2 separate regions of the Arachis hypogaea genome follow, and region 2 is linked to region 1. A link is a contact called in public Hi-C data. All regions are on one chromosome and are shown on one strand. Each heading gives the region's core, a stretch centred on a gene start, on an enhancer-like site or on the middle of the called end of the contact. The rest is flanking DNA. Distances are from core to core; before and after follow the strand shown. Region 1 has its middle 23 kb from the start of LOC112760452. Region 2 overlaps LOC112754906 (a long non-coding RNA gene).

Region 1 (6,963 bases), core at 2,883-5,382:
TAATAAAGAATTATAAAAATATATTAGAATAAAAAACTCAATAATAAATAATATAGAATAGCTATAATGTTTATTTAGAGATTCTTATATATATATAGTTTTAATACCATATATAGTTCTAGAATTCTTATTTTATTTGTTATTTTAGACATATAATACCACAATTTTAAAAAAAGAAATTACACAATAAATAATATGTATTTTTTGTAAATCGATAAGGAATACAAGATGATTTTTTTTCCAAATCTGTCAGAAAAATAAGGTAATGATAGAGGGATTAGTTAGGAGATTTATGAGGGAAGAGACCAAAAGTCTAGAACTAATGGTGAGAGAAACCTATATTAAGAGTGAGAGAATGTTTTTTTTTACCCAATTTATGTGGTTTACTTTTAAAATTTTATATGACACACCATTGATAATCTTACGTGTGATTGGCGAAAGTTTGCATTGAAGTGTGTCAATTGTTCTTTCCAGCATCATGTAATTATCGGAAAAGCATCTATGTGTGGTGTTGGAGTAAGTTGTCCTGTCATCACCTCTATGTCTGTTGGGTGTCAAAATTTTTTGAGGAGTGCTAGGTTGTATCCACCCTATAGGTGGACGTTTTTCATCCCTCAGTCTTGCTGTGGTGGTGAGAGTGTTTTTGGTTGTCGCCTCTTTTTTTTTTCCTTTCAGCGCACTCTTTTTTTTTCTATGTGCATTGTCATTCTTTCTTGGCGTGCTCTTTCTCTCACTTTTCGGCTTTCTTCAGCACCTGTGTTTATTTCATAGCATTTTATTTTGTCTTTCACGCTGCTTTAATAACGATTTCGGCCTCTTTCTGTTGTTTCTCCAATACTACCTTGAGTGTTTCCTCTAGCCTGTATATTTTTTAGATTAGTTAATCACCTTCTTGACTGAGGTTTGCCAGGGTGCTCGAGCTTTTTTCTGCCTTTTCCCCGACGTTGTATATAGTGGCGGTTCTAGAAAAACGGCCGCTAAATACAAGGCTGTGCATTGTCATTCTTTCTTGGCATGCTCTTTCTCTCACTTTTCGGCTTTCTTCAGCACCTGTGTTTATTTCATAGCATTTTATTTTGTCTTTCACGCTGCTTTAATGATGATTTCGGCCTCTTTCTGTTGTTTCTCCAATACTACCTTGAGTGTTTCCTCTAGCCTGTATATTTTTTAGATTAGTTAATCACCTCCTTGACTGGGGTTTGCCAGGGTGCTCGGGCTTTTTCCTGCCTTTTCCCCGACGTTGTATATAGTGGCGGTTCTAGAAAAACTGCCGCTAAATACAAGGCTGATTGCAGTCCTACTCCTAACTGTCGCGATATGCGCCGCAATTATTCATTTTGCATCTGCCGCAATTGTTGTAGTGAATGGTTGTTCTAACGTCGTGGTTTGAGTGCTTCAAGGTTTCAGATGAGTGATATTCCCTACAAAAGACACTAATGTTCTGCTTAAGAACTACTTACAGTGATGAAATGGAGATTGAGAAGGGGAGACACCAATCTATCATCGCCTCAGAGTCGAATGGGTGGTATACTACAAGGACTTCAATGATCAAATCTGTCTGAAGTCTACGAGATACTAAGATTAGGGCAGAAAAGATACCTAAGACGATTCTGCCCCCAGTATTTATAGTCTTTGGTGGCTAGGGATATGAGGAGAATCTGTTTCTAAATCTATACCATTTTGTGAAATCTAGTCCTGATTTGAATGGATACGATCCTCGAATGGGTCGGTTGAATGTTTCTTGGCCCAGCTTAGTAGCTGGACCGTAACAAATTTCATTTATATACATAGCCAATGCTATACTTATATTATAAATTATCAATCCTATCTTTTCAAATATAATCAAGAGTAAACTACCAAATCGGTATCCAAAAAATTTAGACTCTAACAAAATAGTACCTAAAAAATTTATAAGTTTGACAAAAATGACTAAACATTAATTTGTCATATTGCCATTAACGAAAACTACTTTTGTGGCTAACAGAATTTAATACATGGGCAAACTCTCCCCAAATTTCTATTTACCTATAGCATTTTTAATTAATTTATACAATAGCAAGGTGAAATAAGAAGCTTCACCAGCTCCCTCCCAACTCGCTCCTCTTCCTCTTCCTCTCTCTCCCTGTCTCTCTCCCTCTCCCTCTCCCCCTCCCTCTCTGTGTGAGCTTTCTCTTTCTCGTTCGGTCTCTCTTCCTCCACCTCCTTGGTTAGCAATGGTGACAACCACCCTCATCGCCACTGTTATCACCTCTTTCCTCTCTTTCCTCTGTGTCACAGCCGACTCCCTCTCCCTTTAACACTGTCGGTCTCTTTCACTCTCCTCTGTAATTTGGCCTTCTTTCTCTCTCTTCTATTACCGTTCTTTCCGGCAAGCACAACGATGCTAGCAAGGACCTCCTCGCTGTCACATCCTCCTCTTTTCTAAGAATATTAGAATTTAGGGTTTTTCTCAAGTGAATTGAGATTTTTTTTATCAAATTAAATTAAGAATTTATTGTTTTTCTTACGTGTTATTGTTTAAATTAATTAAAAATATTAGGTAAATAGATTGTTGGGATGAGTTTGCCATGTCATCAATTCTATTAGCCACCTTAGCATTTTTCGTTAACGAAAACGAGAGTAATTGACGTATGGTCATTTTTTTCAGATTTTAAAATTATTTAAGAATTTTTGTGTCAATAACATATTTCAAGTATTATTCTTTCGGTAGTTAACTCTATAATCAATCACGTGTATTACACTTATATGTGCCTCAACTTGTTTCTTACCATGAATTCTGATTTTTTTTTTTTTATTTTGGTAAATCATATTATGAATCTTTTTGTTTTTGTTTTTTGTTTTGGAGTAATTACAATCGCTAATTTGTTTTGAAGATCGTTTTTATGGTTAGACAAACACTTGTAGACCTATTCAGTGACTACTTATAATTTATGCCTTTTTGAAATGGGGGTTGTTTGATGCTGATAACGAATGTAATCGTGCTTCATTCTTCTACTAATTGATCGATTATCCAATTTAATTTATCATAATAAATAATTTTTTCTTAATTTCTCTACTCTATTCGCCTGAATACTCGGTTTAGTGTTCTTCAAACTTTTGAAAATAGCTTTAGGTTCTACCCTAGGAAAAAAAAAAAAATCATTCTCTTTTGTTATAAATTCTTAGTTTTCTTTTCTTTAATTTTCACTGTATTTCTAGGAATGTTTTTGTTTTATTAGGACTAATAATGAGATAGCAGAATGTTAATATCATCAATTCTTGCTTTGACTATTAATTAGATAATAAGGACAAAACTGATATTTACATCATATCACTTGTGTTGTTTGCATCAGCTACAGAAATAATGTCGAATTATGTTTACAGAAAGATTATCATCAAGAATGGAATCAAATTCCAACAACCCTCGATATCATTTATGCTTTGATATATATGCATTCATGATTATCTTAAAGCAAATTATTTTGATCAATCAATTAACTCAACCAGCAGAGACGATAAGCCGATTAGCCTTTTTCTCATTTAGGATGACTTGATTTCAATTCATATTTAGAAATTACATAATATTCAAACGTAAAAAGTTATACTACTATAAACTATATATCATCTAAACGAAAAAAAAAATTGACTATTGTTTCTAGAAAAATAATACTGTCACTCTACATATAATTTTTTGCATTGTACGTATACATAAATTTATAAAAAGAAAATGACATTATCACAATATTCCTATTCTTGTTTTTTATTACTTATATAAAATTTCTTTAACCAAGACAAAACCCATGATTGGGAAAACGGAATCAAACCCCGACAAACTTGAAATATTTTTTTAACGTAAATATAATTATGTCCCTATAACCATATATGAAGCAAATAGTATGCTATGATATCTTTATTGAAAACTCCGTCACATGATAAAATTTGGAAAATTTATAATTTGCATGACGAATGCTGGAAGTGATTTCAACCCTTTTCATGGGTAATACGTGCTAACTATTATTCTTGCTCCAATCATGAGGTTTAAGTTTATTTATTTATAATCTTGATTAATCGCCGTGATCAAAGGGGATGATCATGTTGCCAATGATATTTATTATTAGAACTTCAAATGATGGGAACATCATAATAAGGATGATATTCGTAGAGTCAGAGATTATCCGTGACGGAAAAGTTAAAGGAGACCGCAAAATTCTTATAGAGATGGAAATCTGTCTCTGTGAATGAATAAATAAAAACGGGAGCAAAAATTAATGTATCTGTATGTCCAACGAGAATCTACAAAATTCCTACAAAAGAGAATTTACTTAAATATTCTCATATAAATAAGTCTAATTCATCCTATACTTAAATAAAATATTTTTATTTTATTTTATTTTAATTTATATATTAAAAATTTTATATGTATATTAATTATGTTGTATTTGTATTTGAATTGTGTTTTAATTTGATATATTTGGTAAAATTGTATATTAATTTTATTTTAATTGCATTAATTTTTTAAAAAATTTAATATTCATGAATATTTGCAGATATCCATTTCCTCTGCAGAAGTGAAATAAACAAAGATCCGTAACAAAAATAAAACAAATACGAAAGACGTTTTACTAAATTAAATTGAAACAGGAGTGGGAAAGAAATCTTGGATACTATAGTGACTCATTACCATTCCTAATAACTTTCATTCTATAGTTATATACTTATATTGTTCTATCATCCGTGAGTTTATATTATTATGACAAAATAATTGTTTAGATAACGAATAATATATCTTAATTATGATTTGTTACGGTAATATTAATAAGGAGAAGATAGTATGTTTTAAACATTTTAGTTTGGAAAAGTATAGAATTTTTTTTTTTGTCCATGGTATTCTCCAACCCGACAGATAAAGAATTAATCTGCTGCAGATTTAAGTTCCATTTAAAAGGTCTGATTTGTCGCTAGCCAATGGGTTACTGCATGCACAAAACAGAATTCAAATCTCCGACACTTGTTTAAGTGGCCGAGTGAGCTGACCACTCAACTAACCCAAATTGGTTATAGAAAACCATTTAATTAACCAAACTAAGTTAGGTTGGTCAAGTAATTAATTCATTTGTCGGATTAAGTAAATGTCGTGGATTTGAGTATCGCTTTGTTGAATTTATTGACTAGTAAAAAACTTTTAAAAAGAATTCAGATCCGTGATGTGTTAGTCCTTGATCTACTAGACTAGAAAATACCATCGACAACAAAAAAAACTTAAATTAGTTAACTGTAGTAATAATTTTTTTTCTAATTTTAAAAATTCACATTTTTTTGAAAGATTTACGATTTAGAATTTATAATTTATAATGGAAGATTTGAGATTAATGTTTTATGATTTAGAATCTAAAATTTAAGATAAGTAAAATAATTTTTAAAAAATTACTGATGTTAGTTAAAAAATTTAACTCCTTACTTTTTTTTTTTTTAAACTTTTCAGTTGTTATATATATATAAGTATTGTTTGGTTAAAAATATTCCAATCTAATTCTCGTCCAATATCCAAAATTATTGGATTTTTCTTTTTTGCTCGCGTAATTTTTTTCAAAAAAATTAATTGTTATCATTTTCAATTTAAAATTTTTTGTTGTATCTTTATATACTTGAAAATTAAGGGTAATATATTTGTTCAAAACATATATAACAAAATTAGGGTTGGCTTGCAAAATATATATCCTACAAAAATTTATGAACAGTGTTGTTCATACCCTGGCCCAATAAATAGGGCCCAGGACCCAAGCAAAAAGGCCCAACTCAAAGGGTTGGCCCTCACCCAATACCAGTCTTCATCCCCAAAAGTCGGTACTGAACACGACCTGCTCCAAAGAAGTCGGATACGAGGGTTAGCTGGCAGATAACACTCATTCGAATGAGTAACTGCCCCTAGAAACTCTCTAACCACTTCATAGAGCCATATCTTAACCTCCCTAAGATATGGGAACGGTTATCCACCTAAAAAGGTGGCACTACTTCAGCGGTGGTTATTGGTTCACCACTATAAATACACTGACACCATTCAGGTATCACTAAGTTCCAATACTCTCTAACCTGCTCACACTCTTGCTAACTTAGGCATCGGAGTGTCTTTGCAGGTACCACCCCCGGAGGAACACCGAGTACATACCAGGTCCACTCGAAAGCCACCTCCTTCATACGTTTGGGCCAACCAACGCCATCCGGCCCATTAATCTCCGGTTACCTACCGTAACATTGGCGCCGTTGCCGGGGACCCGAAAGATCAACCAGTGATGGCGGATAGATCCCCTGAAGAGGGTCATGTGGAGACAGATTCTGAACAAGAGAATTTGAACACTGGGAACAATGAGGCAGATCAGACCCTCCACCAGGAAGCCAATGATCAACATAGGGAAGGCACCTCCGGAATCAAAAATCCGAAGGTGAACTCCTCGGAGGGGCGCGAATCAGAAAAAGAAGGACCCTCCCACACTAGTGAGCTTATGGGATTAATCCACAGCCGCCTCGAGCAGCTAGAACAGGAGCGGGAACGACAAAAGGAAGCCGAAAAGAACCTAAAAGAGGAGATGGAGCGACGAAAAGAGTTAGAAAGAAAACTCTTAAAATTAGAATCCTCCCTCAAAGGTCGGAATTCCCACGGCGATAGAGAAGATTCTCCCTTAGGAGAGAAAGATCCTTTTAGCGAGGACATAATGAGGGCAAAAGTTCCAAGAAACTTTAGAAGCCCCGATATGGACCTCTACGACGGAACCACTGATCCAAAGCATCACCTGAGCAACTTTAAAAGTCGGATGTATCTGACTGACGCTTCTGACGCTACGCGATGTAAAGCTTTTCTGACAACCTTGTCAAAAGCAGCGATGAAGTGGTTCGACAGCCTCCCTCCGAGGTCAATTACCAGTTTTGAAGAGCTCTCAAGAAAGTTCTTGATGAGGTTCTCCATCCAGAAGGACAAAGTAAAGCATG
Region 2 (6,963 bases), core at 2,852-5,351, 51 kb before region 1:
AGAAATTTTAACAATATAAATTATTCATAATGTGCATGATAAATTAACTTAGTGCCTATTTTGAATTCAAATCATCATCATAAATAAATTTTTTTCTTCGAACTATTCCAAAAAATAATAATAAGACATATAAAAAATGTGAAAACAGAACATAGGCAGAAAAAATTGAAGAAAAGCTCACTTTATTTTGTATGCTATTAGTACCTTTCATATTTTTCTTATTATAACAATGTGATGAGAGCACGATATTTTTTTCGTCTAGTGCTCTCTTTCAATTATGCATAACTATATGTGGGGAAGAGGAAATTACTATGTTTAACAATGTGCATCATGCATATAAGTTAAGTTGGTGTCATTTAATATTGCATTTTAAAAATTGTAGTGTGTATAATTGTATAAAGTTGTGCAATGTGGTAAATAAAATATTGTTTGAGCACCACATTGTAATAATGTGATTTTGTGTTTTTGATTTTTTCTTTATATACTACTTATTTAATATCTTGTATTCATTCATGATGTATGTTAGCGTATTTATGTATGTTAAATCACTTTCAATAAGTTTTAGACAAATAGAAGTAATGTGCACTCTGTTTTCATCAAAGACCAACTCAAGGGCTTTATTCTTTGTATTTTTTTTGTTAGAAAAAAGATTAAATGAGTAAATTATATGAATGTTGAGTTTTGTGTTGATGGATAGCCCGATTTGCTGGGGAGTTATCAATGTTAATGTTTTGGACCTTTTTGTTTAGGTGTTCTTGTTATTTGGATGACCCTGCTGGCTCAGGTAGTGTCTTTTGGCTTGTTTCTACATTTTGTATGCTTTTTGGGGCTACAACTCATGAAGCAAAAGATATTTCATTTGCTAGCATTTTATTATCTTTTTTTTTTGTGTCTTACTCTTCTTGCCCTGCCTTTTTTATTCTTATTTTTTATGTTCTTTTTCGTTGAACCAATTATTTGCATCTCCATGGTAGAAGACAGGATAGGAAAACTATGATCAAATATTCTTAGAAGTATATCTAAAATCATATATCTACAATTTCAAGATTTTATTCTCTATCCATTATGATCGTTTAGTTATATTTTTTGTTTTAATTAGTTTTTAAATCTAACTTTCACCCCTATTTTTTTTTTCATTTTTTAAAGAAGCTTTTCTTTATCTTTTCATTTTTTGGACTTGGAACCAGCAATTCTTTCTCCTAGTATGTTTAGAAAGCACAAAATTTTGCAATGAGTAAGCAGCCCCTCAATAGATTGAATTGATCGAGTTATTTTAGATATTTAAAAACTTATTCTCTCATAAAAAACTCTTTTATCTAACTGGTTTTTCACAATGTTGTAACCTCTCCTTTAAGTCTTCTTGCAGTCACATTTTTATATTGTCTTTGTACAGTCTTTCTATGTCTATGGCTTATCAGAGAAATTGGAGAGCCGAGACTTCTTTTTGGTTTGCAGTAGCCGCTGATTCGTAGAGAAGATGATAGATGGATCTCCATTCTCTTCGTTGGACCACGCAACATTCTTTGCAAGACAGTTGTGGTTTAAAGAGTCTCGTATACAATCATGGCTGGATGCCTTCTCTGAACACAGACACCTCACTCGAGCCATTGGTCATGTGCCTACTTCAATGATGAAGGTTTGATTGCTGCTGCCCTTACAAATTCTGAGGTCTTTTTCATATTTTTTGGATGAAACCCGATAGAGATTTCAGTTGATTATGTTAAAATTTTCAGAATTGCTTCAATGGGATCGAAGGTACATTGCTAAATTTGGTTTGAGTTTACAACAAGTACGGACACGTGGTTCTCACAGAAAATACTTGATGAGGTGAAGGTAAATATTCATGTGTTTACTCTTGTATTCATCTATGTTTGATGTATATAACTGTTCTTTATTAGCAATAAGGAGCATATAGTAGTCTATACATATATATAAGTAAATCGCTTTTCTCTTGGTTTTTATATTCATGTAATTTAAAAATGATGTCCTGTTAGAAATTGTAGGGACTACTAGATAATTAAGATGCCGCGAGATTTCTGTATTTAATTTCTTTAGGATGTTTATGATCAATGATGTACAATCTGATGCAAGAAAAAATTGTGGTTTCAAAAGGCCATGTGACAAGAGAAGCTATGATTAGCTAGCTAGTTATGATATTACATCCTTTTAGGTCTTTCTTCTTAATAAATTATTAAATTGTTCCCAAAAACCTGCAAGAATCTCTGCCTAAAATTTTATCTTTGGAGAAAAAACTTGTCTTGTGGCTTAAATGAACCATAGGACACTCAAAACCCCTCTTTAATCTGCAGAGTTTGCATGTGATGTGAAAACGCTGATGTAGCTTTTTTCACTTCTCAATATCCTCCAAAAATAATAAGTAATATTGTTATAGAACCCTTTCACACTCTGATCTTACGTGCTCCAATTCATTCCTATTTCTGCACTTGATCCCTTTTTCTTCCTTCACTAACTGACCTTGGATTCTCGCCATCAACTTGTAATCTTGCAGCCTGTTAGGGACGTGTATTATGGGATGCCCAAAGTCCGCATCACGTAGTCTGGGATGTATGAAGAACAATTAAACTTTAGAATTTTAAGTGTATGAACTTTTAATATATACAATGATCATAAACTGGTTCTCTAACACGGTCAGACCAAAGCTAGCATTAATAAGCTAGTATTATACTAACAAGCTAGCATTATACTTATCAGACTTAGAGCCTGTTAGGTTGAGCTGGATTATTAGTTTGTTAGTCAGTTAGAGTGGAGGGTCTGTTTTTGTTACACCTTCTTAGCTGATTCTATTATACTAAGCTTCTATATATAGCTAATACAGTCTCTCTTGTATACACAGAGTCTCAGTCAGTAATAATTCAATAACTCTTCTTGCATTTTAATATGCTTGCTATCTAAAAAAAATTAATTCTTCTTCCAACGAGTCACCTGCTTTCTAATTTTTAGGTTTTGAGTCTCTGGATTAATTTTGAAATTCATATACTGTAAAGGATTACAATGTATCAGGTTATATCCAAACAGTATTTGAACATTATTGTTGGTATTTTGTGCTGGCACGCTATGAAAATACTCTTGTCGTTAAACTGGATATTGCAGCACGAGAGGAATTCAAGCTCATAGAACATGGAATTGAACGACTTTGGGGATGTAAGAAAGACAACTTTTTGGCTGTTAATGTAATAAGATTATGTTCACACACTAATTCTACATATTATGGGCTTGTTTGGCTATGATGTACTTCTCAGGGTTATCTCGATCCCAGATTCAGGAGGCATCCGAAGAACCAGGGGAGGTGGTTCCATATTCAATGGAGAAAAAGGACGTCTCCTCCGATGGCTCTGATGAGGCTGATTCTGTTGGATGAAAGGCCTCGATGCTGTCATATGACCTCAATAAAACACCAGACGAGAATGAATATCCTTATAGTGGAATGTCTCCTGAAAAGAAGAGTGTGTGGCACTTGACTATGTGGGCAAAACGATACTTGAAACCTTGAGGATAGTGCAATAGTTTAGTTGAAAAATTTCGATTCAGGTTTATAGAATAGCCAAGACTTGTTTGTTGAATTTGTCATGACTTTATAATTGTTCAGATTATTATACTTACTTTTATTATTGTTCCCATTATTATTATTACCATTGTGATTACTATATTATCAAGACTGATACCCTCTATCATTTTAGTACACTATCCATTATTATTATTATTATTATTATTATTATTATTATTATTATTATTATTTTAAAATTAAAAAAAATCAATAATAAATTTATTTTCTTTAATATTTTTATTTTTCAGATTCCTCATGCGATAATCATTCCTGTAATTATACTATTTTTATGAAAATATATACTCATTATAATAAATATTATTATACTTACTATTATTATTGTTTACATTATTATTAATATTAATATGATTAATTCAGAATAAAAGAAAATTAAAAAATTGGTTTATTGCTATTCCTCTTATGAAATAAAGCAGCATTCGCGCCCCATCTCTTCTTCTCAATCCTTATACACTGTATACCACCTTAGCCCTACCTCACAGCTCTGAATACATTGAACCAACCTCCCCCAAGAGAAGCTCTCACCTCTCGTGCTCTAGCCTGTCTAGTGGTGTCAATATAACCCAAGACCCTAGGGCTGGCCCTAAACCTTTTAATTTAATTTTAGCCCACAGCCCTAAAATTACAAAAATACATCTTACAAGGCCCTGGCCCTAATGAAGCCCTAAAAAAATAATTAAAATAGGGCTGGCTCTAAAAGCTCTAAAAGCCCCAAACATGTCTCTGTCTTCTACTCTTCTCCTCTCGATGCGCCGTGCATAGCATTACTCGCTTCTCGCTTCTCAGATTGAACATCATTGCTCTGTAGCTCGTTTTCATCATTCTGTAAATTTCTTCTTCTTCTCTCCCTCTCTTTCTTTCTTATCTGCAATTTTAGTTTTCTACTCTTCTATCACTTCTTGTTTTCATTTTGCAAAGAAAAAAAAAAGCATTCATTTTGGTGAATCAATGCCATTTTCACATGTATTCCATCAATTTTCTTACGCTAACATCGTCTTCATCATTCCAACTTTTTAGCTTCTGAGTTTCTCTCTTTTTAGCTTCTTCTTCTGGGTATCTCAAGAATCTTTGAGCAACTTCTACTAGCTGCATGTTCCACTTTAATGGCTCAATCCGAACACTTGTTCATGCAGTGTTCTAACCTTCTAGGTAATCTATTGGAAAGTCATCACCTATCATGCCTAGTACCAAGAGCATGCTTACTAAACTCATTATTTCCATCTTTGTTCCTTTTGTTCAGAGTTGGATTATTATTATGTTGTAAACTTGTAATAGGATGTGGTTATGTATGTATATAGTTTATTTATTTATATTATATCATGTTTGTCTTTTGATATATCTCAAGTCTCAACGGTGACCCTTGGCTCTGAATTGAAGTCTGATTTTTCAAAATAATCATTGGGGCTATCGAAGTCTTGATTTAGTTAAGTATATTTCATCGTTTGGGTGATATAGTTCAGTTTAGAGTAGCATCTTGTACTCGATATTTTAAGCCATCTTTGTCAATATAAAAGGAAATTAGAATAAACCGGTTTAGTAAAAATTTGATTATTTGTAAAATTTGATTTGGAATATCGTTTTAGTTTTTGAAGAATAAACCAGTTTAGTAAAAATTTGAACGTTTAGAAAATTTGATTTGGAATATTGTTTTATTTTTTGACTTTATAAATAGAGTTTATTTTGTGGACCTGGTCAATGGAGTTTTGATTGTTTAAATATGATAGAGATTGTTGAAATAGAGATTGAAAAAGTAACAAAAAAAAGAGGATTATCCATGGGCAAGCCCTATGATGTTTGGCCCATGACGGCTTTTGGCCCTGCAAGATTTTTTGAAAATTTGGCCCTATAAAGTAGGGCCAAGCATATTGACACTAATAGACCTGTCTTTGCTATCGTTGACGAGGGCTGCTCATCTCGCGTTGCAGTCTCGGTCTCTAGAAGCTGCTAGCCGCGTCGCTGTCTCTGCCCACGTGGTCGTCGTCGGTTCGGGCCTGCTATTGGCCTGTCCTCTCTGCTCTGGTAACCACCAGTCTTTTTTTTCAATTTGTGATGTTAAAATGTGATTATGGTAAGTGTTCTTATTGTTAATGAGGTTTGTGTATGTTTCGATAATTGTATGCTGCTCCTCTATCTTTTGATCAAATTTGGTAACATTTAAAGAGATAATAAATTTGATCAAAGTTCTATCATGATAACCAATGCTCTGAACCTTCCAATTAATCATGTCTCATTTTTTTATGAAATCCTACTCCATCAACTTCACCAACACACAAGTAATTTTGATGAAATCCTACTCCAATTAATTATCTCATTTGTTACCAAACGCATTTCGCGTATCTATTAAATTGATTTGTGTATTTACCAATTTATGATTACTTGTCATTCTTTCACTTAGAACCTGCATTTAGTTGGATGGATTAGTATGATTAAAGCATTTGTGAGACTGTAGTTTTCAATATAGTTTTAATAAAATGCTGTTGTTTAATCTTTATGTTTGGATATATAAATTTTGATGCCTGTGTCTTGCTGCCTTCTGACCTGGACAAGGGTACAAATAACATAAAAAACCTCCCCAATTTTAGGGATAAGGTTTTATATTGTGCTCAAACCCAGAGCGTCATGCACTAGGTCACATGTCTTATAGATGTTTAATTTATCATTGTTGATGACTGCTATTCAAAATTGCTCTTGGTTTGTTAGGTAATGCTGTTAGGTAAATATATTATGATTATTGAGATCATGATAAGAAATTTTTAGTTTGTGATAAATACAAGAGTTTAATTTGATTAGCCCAAAACTATAATAATACATTTTCTTCCTATACATGGATTTGTTGCAAAATAGAGTTTGATATCCAAGAAAAAAGTTTCTAGCATGGTTAGACTTAAAATTGAGGATGAGAAATTATGATTTGTGTATTTGACCAATTTGTGATTACCTGTCCTTCTTTCATGCATTTAATTGGGTGGATTAGTATGATTAAAGAGTTTGTGAGACTGCAGTTTTCAATATAGTTTTAATAAAATGTTGTTGTTTAATCTTTGTGTTTGGATATTTCTATTCTGATGCCTGTGTCTTACTGCCTTCTGACATGGACAAGGGTACAAATAACATAAAAAACCTCCCCAATTTTATGGATAAGGTTTTATATATCTACTATGCTCAAACCCAGAGCGTCATGCACTAGGCCACATGTCTTATAGATGTTTAATTTTTCATTGTTGATGACTGTAATTCAAAATTGCTCATGGTTTGTTAGGTAATGTTGTTAGGAAAATATATAATGATTTGTTCGTCACCAGATGATCTCGGGTGCTCGATGGGTCGGGTGATGGTGAAGGGATGAGCGGGCGAGACCCTGAAGTGGCTTGGAGCGGGTT

The links. Hi-C and Micro-C count contacts between places; a contact is called where the count stands out from the background.
Region 2: a Hi-C map of an unstated tissue shows a contact between it and region 1, with 2.4 times the contacts expected there. The contact joins two enhancer-like sites. A contact is called at or near these places in 5 of 8 Hi-C or Micro-C datasets (leaf and an unstated tissue).

Annotation. Positions count from the first base shown.
Region 1 is chr16:126,195,675-126,202,637 of arahy.Tifrunner.gnm2.J5K5, reverse strand. No RefSeq gene overlaps it. Among protein-coding and RNA genes, the nearest start is that of LOC112760452, 23 kb to the right of the region's middle. Within about 2 kb of position 4,132, at least 1 of the 3 cell types and tissues checked has open chromatin away from gene starts, as enhancers often do.
Region 2 is chr16:126,246,504-126,253,466 of arahy.Tifrunner.gnm2.J5K5, reverse strand. LOC112754906 (a long non-coding RNA gene) reads left to right here. Exons shown (of 5, transcript XR_011874540.1): 2 at 1,456-1,636; 3 at 1,734-1,833; 4 at 3,112-3,162; 5 at 3,261-3,667. Among protein-coding and RNA genes, the nearest start is that of LOC112754906, 6.6 kb to the left of the region's middle. Within about 2 kb of position 4,101, at least 2 of the 3 cell types and tissues checked have open chromatin away from gene starts, as enhancers often do.